2 separate regions of the Mus musculus genome follow, and region 2 is linked to region 1. A link is a contact called in public HiChIP or PLAC-seq data. All regions are on one chromosome and are shown on one strand. The core of a region is the stretch at or near the end of the contact, and the rest is flanking DNA. Distances in the headings are between cores, read along the strand shown.

Evidence for each region. HiChIP or PLAC-seq counts read pairs in DNA pulled down with a chosen protein or histone mark.
Region 2: an H3K27ac HiChIP or PLAC-seq map of acute myeloid leukemia shows a contact between it and region 1, with 5 times the contacts expected there. The contact joins two enhancer-like sites. A contact is called at or near these places in 1 of 39 promoter capture datasets (neutrophils), 1 of 484 Hi-C or Micro-C datasets (LSK cells) and 3 of 115 datasets of contacts at active chromatin or transcription factors (acute myeloid leukemia, bone marrow-derived dendritic cells and bone marrow-derived macrophages).

The regions. Positions count from the first base shown.
Region 1 is chr6:122,763,175-122,765,914 of GRCm38.p6, forward strand. It overlaps a transcript of Slc2a3 not described here. Among named protein-coding and RNA genes, the nearest start is that of Slc2a3, 22 kb to the left of the region's middle. RefSeq lists an enhancer at 855-2,740. Within about 2 kb of position 1,332, at least 236 of the 459 cell types and tissues checked have an H3K27ac peak or open chromatin away from gene starts, as enhancers often do. A contact at or near this core is called in acute myeloid leukemia, bone marrow-derived macrophages and neutrophils, where this site is marked.
Region 2 is chr6:123,251,632-123,254,371 of GRCm38.p6, forward strand. No RefSeq gene overlaps it. Among named protein-coding and RNA genes, the nearest start is that of Clec4d, 9.1 kb to the right of the region's middle. Within about 2 kb of position 1,335, at least 56 of the 459 cell types and tissues checked have an H3K27ac peak or open chromatin away from gene starts, as enhancers often do. A contact at or near this core is called in acute myeloid leukemia, bone marrow-derived macrophages and neutrophils, where this site is marked.

The DNA of each region.
Region 1 (2,740 bases), core at 82-2,581:
GAGGCTGCAGATAAACAGCTGATACCGAGTTCCAGGAAAGGAGCCACCCCCCTGGTACTCAGTGAGGGCCCTATTCCCAGGCTGTTTGGAGAGCCTCTCAGGTCAGAGGAGATGGAGAGGCCACAGAGAGAGGCCAGTGAGGCAACAAGGCTCTTGGGACACTGTGGTCCACAAACCCTAAAACACTTACATAATCTGACCCTTTGCAGTAAAAGTTACCAACTCCCGAGTTTTACTGTAGATGAGGCAAATGAAATGGGACCTTAAAGCTGTGAGATCACAGTCATTGGCTGGGATCAGAAGAAGGAAGGAGGCACTGTCTGTGGTAGCAGAGGCTGGAGACAAAGAACATGCCTCTGAGCGGGGAAACTCTGAGGACTTCCTGTGAATGAAAAAATGGTCCAGCCAAGACTGACAACCGACCGTACTCAACAGGAAAGTCTTTCTCAGTCTCAGTCTCTCTCTCAATATCTTTCATTTCATGTAACAGGAATCCACGGGAGTGCCACCGTGAGAGTGCCCTACTTAAGGGCACTGGGCCTAGAGGCTGGTTTTCCAGGTTCCCCCGGGGCCTGCAGGCAGCTTTAGATTTTACTGGAGAGTAAGCACTGAGAGGAAGTCACTTTGAGTATACTGCTGTCATCCATGTCATTAGTGAGGGAAAAACTGGGACTGGAGGAGAGGTGGCTGAAGATTAGTTGATGAATTGTCCTTAGGTTTTCTTTACACCCACCTTAGTCATTTTTTGTGAACACCTCCTTCCCCCCGCGCGCGCGCTTAAAAGGTAGCAAACAGTCTGCATAGACCCAACCAAAGACCAATGTAGGGAGATAACTGTTGAGCATGGGCCAAGGCCAACAGACTCAGCAGGGAGTTCCTCATTTTCTCATGGGTAATATTCCCTTTTCAGGCTGGAGAAGTGAGGGTCAGAGACTGAAGCACTTAGGTTAAACATCCCAGCTCAAGATGTGTTTAAAGGATAACATGCTTAGATTTTCTAATGCCAATTTACAACACATCAGATTATGTCCCGCGACTGGTGTTATGAAGAACATGTCTATCCAAAGTCCTAAAATGTCATTAAGGGTTAAATGCATGCAAGCAGCGTTCACGTGCTTCCTTGGTTTGGGGCACAGAGAAAGGTAGAGTACGGCGGATGTTAGGACGGCGAGGCAGGCACCAGAAAGCCCTTATTTCTACTTTCTTCTGCTTATTTCGACCCCGACGCACGCCTAAATAGCAAGTAGCACAAAATGTATAGCCCTAATGTGCAGGGCTGTTCTTTTCCGTCGGTCGTCGATCGTGCCACAGTGGCGCAGTTCGCTGCGGATGGTGCAGGGTGACCCAACGCTCTGCGCATGCTCACACACATCTGATCCTTCCCAGGCCCACCCTTTCCTTCTTCCTGGTGGTCTGCAGCCCACCCTACCTTTTACTTCTAAATTCACCCTCCGCCTTTCCCAGTCCGTTTCTTTCTTTTTAATACCCCCACCCCCGCCTCCTCCCGACAAGTCAACCAAAAACGTCAAGGGAACGTGAGGACCAAGGGAAGGAGCGGAACACTGCAGGATGCGCGAATGAGTCAGCGAGCTGGGGAGGCAGATCCAAGCGACTCAGGGACCGCGGGGGCTGCCGGGCGCCGTGCCAATACGCACGTCCCTTCTGCCGGGCGGGGTCGGCCAGCGCCCACCGGATGGGGCTGAGAAAGTGCAGTTGTCAGGAATCCGAGGCATCTCTGTGGAGCAGCAGGTTACGCCAGAGTCTGCCTCGAGGGCGAGGGCGAATGCCCCACCTGCGCCCGGCAGTCTCCCCACCTGTCCATCTATTTTGCCGCAGGCCATTCGGCTTCGTCGTGCAGCACACCAGGTCGCTCACGTTTCCCACGCTGCCTGCTTCTTTTTATTTCAGTCAGCTTTACATATACTACGCGTGCAAAAGCGTTCACCCATTCCAGCTGTTCGGGTAGATGACTAATTTTTGATGCCTGCAGTCTCCTGTCTCCGTGCCACCCCACTGCAATCATCAGAGTGCAAATTTACTCTTAGAACATTCTCCTGCAGCATGCTCTCACTGAGGTTACCCGGTCATTGTTCGGTGGCATTCGAGCGACTGTAGGCTTTTGTAACGGACCCAGCAGGAGGAGATAATCTGGGAGAGACACCAGCTCCTCCCCTTAGCTATCAACCTATTCAAACAATGGACCAAAGAATTAAAATTTCCCCAGGACTCCCAAGCGTTTGAGGGTGGAGGTGGGGTGCAGATCCCCTGGTGAGGAGGGTTAAGGGACGGTGGTGGGGGTGGGGTGGGGGTTAGGACGGGGCACTTTGCCTACCGGGAAAGATTTCACAGGGATCTGACAACTTTATCATACCCTTATTTCCTGGCCTTTGTTTCATCACTTCTGTAAAATTTACACCTGTTACAGAAATGGCGGAGAAAAACTAGGCATCATTCTCTGTTTTGGACAAGTCGTACATAAATCCAATTTTCCTTCAATTTTGCTTCCTTATATCTTTTAAAATGTATCAGGAAGCTGGTCGGATTGACACAAACATTTAATCCCAGCACTCTGGAGAAGAGGCAGGAGGATCAGTGAGTTAGAGGTCAACTAGGTCTATGTGGTGAATTGCAGGATATCCAAAGCTACATCTTGAGACCCTGCCTTGAAAAATTAGAACAAGGAAAAAAAGAACCAGGTTTAAGATGTAAATGTCTTCCTGTGACATTTTTCTCAGTTACT
Region 2 (2,740 bases), core at 85-2,584, 490 kb after region 1:
GGGGACCCTATGCTCAGTCCAATGGATTACTGTGACTATTGTTGATGCCAAGATATGCGTATAGAAAGGAGCCTAGTATGGCTGTCCTCTGAGAGGCTCTACCAGCAGCTGACTACTACAGAAGCAGATACTTATAGCCACCCATTGGACTGAGATTGGGGACCCCTATGAAAGAGTTAGGAGAAGGACTTAAGGAGTTGAAGGGGATTGCAACCCCATAGGAAGAACAACAATATCAACCAACCAGATCCCTCAGAGCTCTCAGAGACTAAGCTACCAACCAACAAGCATATATGGGCTGGTCCATGGCCCCCACTATATATGTAGCAGAAGACTGTCTTGTCTGGCCTCAGCAGGAAAGGATGTGCTTAGTCCTGTAGCAACTTAATGCCTCAAGGAAGGGGAATGCTAGTGGGATGAAGTAGGAGTGGATGGGTGGGTAGGGGAGCACCCTCTAAGAAGCAAAGGGGAGAGGGAATGGGGTGAAGATCTTGTGGAGGGGGGACCAGGAAGGGGAGCAACATTTGGAGTGTAAATTAATAAAATAATTAAAAAGAAAAAACTCGCACCAACAAACCAAATAATTCAATAAAAAACATAGGGTATAGAACTAAACAGAGAATTCTCAACAGAGAAGTCTCTCATGTCTGAGAAGAACTTATATATTCTTTATCCACCACGGAAATGCAAATCAAAATGACTGTTAGATTTCATCAGTTACTAAGAATAAATTTAGGGTATTTGCAGATAGATAAATATTCCATGCTTTTTCTCATATACAGAAGCTGAACTTTTCAAAAGGGGTGAAAACACAAATAGAATACTTGGGGGGAAGGGGGGAACATAGGGTTGGTTAGAAGAGAAGGCAATAGGGGGGGAATAGAGAGAGCAGTGTCTGTGTAGATTATATAATTAAATTGCTAATTTTTCTGGTACTGTCAAAAACAGATCCACCTTATAGATCTTTGACTGTGGCTCACATTTTAATGTGATGGGTATTAAAACATATGTAAACAAACAAAAATACCATAAACAAACACAAGCAAACTCTGATATAGCAAAGTTCTCTTTCCAGTGTTTACATACAGAGAACAGACATAGAGAGAGGCATTGGGGAAAGTTGGCATTGAATGGGGTCAGCACCATGATGGCAGACTTTTGCCTTCAAACACATAAGGAGTGTGGGATAACAGAGCTGAGCTGAGTTCTGAGAGGATTTTGTCCAAGGAGTTGAGAACCATTGACCTATGTTCTTTATGTCTCACTATCTCTCTAGACACCTTCCTCTTTGCTGGTGACTCATCAAAGTCATACTGGAAAATTAACAATGTGTTTCATAATCTGCCCTAAAGTGCAATCTTGCTGAAAAAGTACCATCTTGCCATGAGCAGTCAAGCTTCCTGTTGTTTCTGACTTCCTGTTCATCTTGAGTTCTGTTCTGAAGCCCTCATATGTAATCCTACTGCTCCACTTGGAGATCTAAACTGTTTCACACTGAATGTCTTCAGACAGCACTCTGGAATTTACCAACAAAACTGCCTCTTATAGTGGTCCCTGGGCAAGTAAGAAACTCACAGTGTGAATCTAAGAATCATTAGAAGTTTTTCATGGTTTTATTTAAATACATGTATTTAATTTTAAAATTAAATATAACTAGTTATTTTCTCCCCTCCATTTCTCTTCTTTCCACACATTCCGTGTATTCTCCCTCTCTCAAATTCATGGCTTCTTTTTTTTTTTTTGGCCATTATCAGCTAGTATATATGTATATATCATATACATATAGCCATGTTACATATATATATGCATATATATATACACACACATATATTACATATCTTTGCATATATACATAATACATTATGTATATACATACAAGTACAGCTTGTGGAGTCTGTGTGGTGTTGTTTGTAGGTATGTGATTTCAGAAATGATCACTTGGAATTGGATAATCAATTTGAGGGCTCATCCCTGGGAGAAATTAATTATCACAGCAGTTGTTTATTTGCCATTAGCTCTTTGTCTAGGAGTGGGTGCTGGAGACTAGCACCTACTTGATAGGATGTCCATTGGTGTTGTCACTGTTCCTATCCTGTTTAGGAAGCTGTATTATTGAGGTCCGTGGACACAACTTCTCTGTAATTCTAGGATGATCTCACAGCAGGTTGTCTGGTCTACCAGCTCTTATAGGTTTTCCAGTACTGTGATGTTCCCTGAGCCTTAAGTGCAGGAGTCATCTTGTAGATATATTTATTGGGTATGGGCACATCACATCAGTCCTTTGCATTTTTACCAGTTGTGGTGTTTCGTAATCATCTCTGTCTACACCAGTATATAGCTTAAAGCTGCTTTGTGACTTGAGGGGTGAGAGTTAAGGATAACTGTTTCCCTTCTGTTCTATTCAAGCACCCTAATTTCATGGAAAGTGAAGGAGAGATAGAGATATTTCTTAGAAATACTTTTGTCTTCTCTCTACAAAACAAATCTTTCTTGAAGGAACATATTTTATCTATGCTAATCTATGAAGCTGTAGTTTATGAACTTTTAATATCTAGTTATGTTGACAAATCAAACATCACATTTCTGTCTTTTTTTTTTTTTTGGCAACATCTGCATTTTTTCCCCTTCTAGAACAGAATCTCTTCTTGATGCTTAATTTGTTAAAATATTCTGAGCCTGTGAGTCACGGTTCGCAATTCTGTTATTCTTATGTATAATGTTTTTGTTTTCCTTGTTTTTG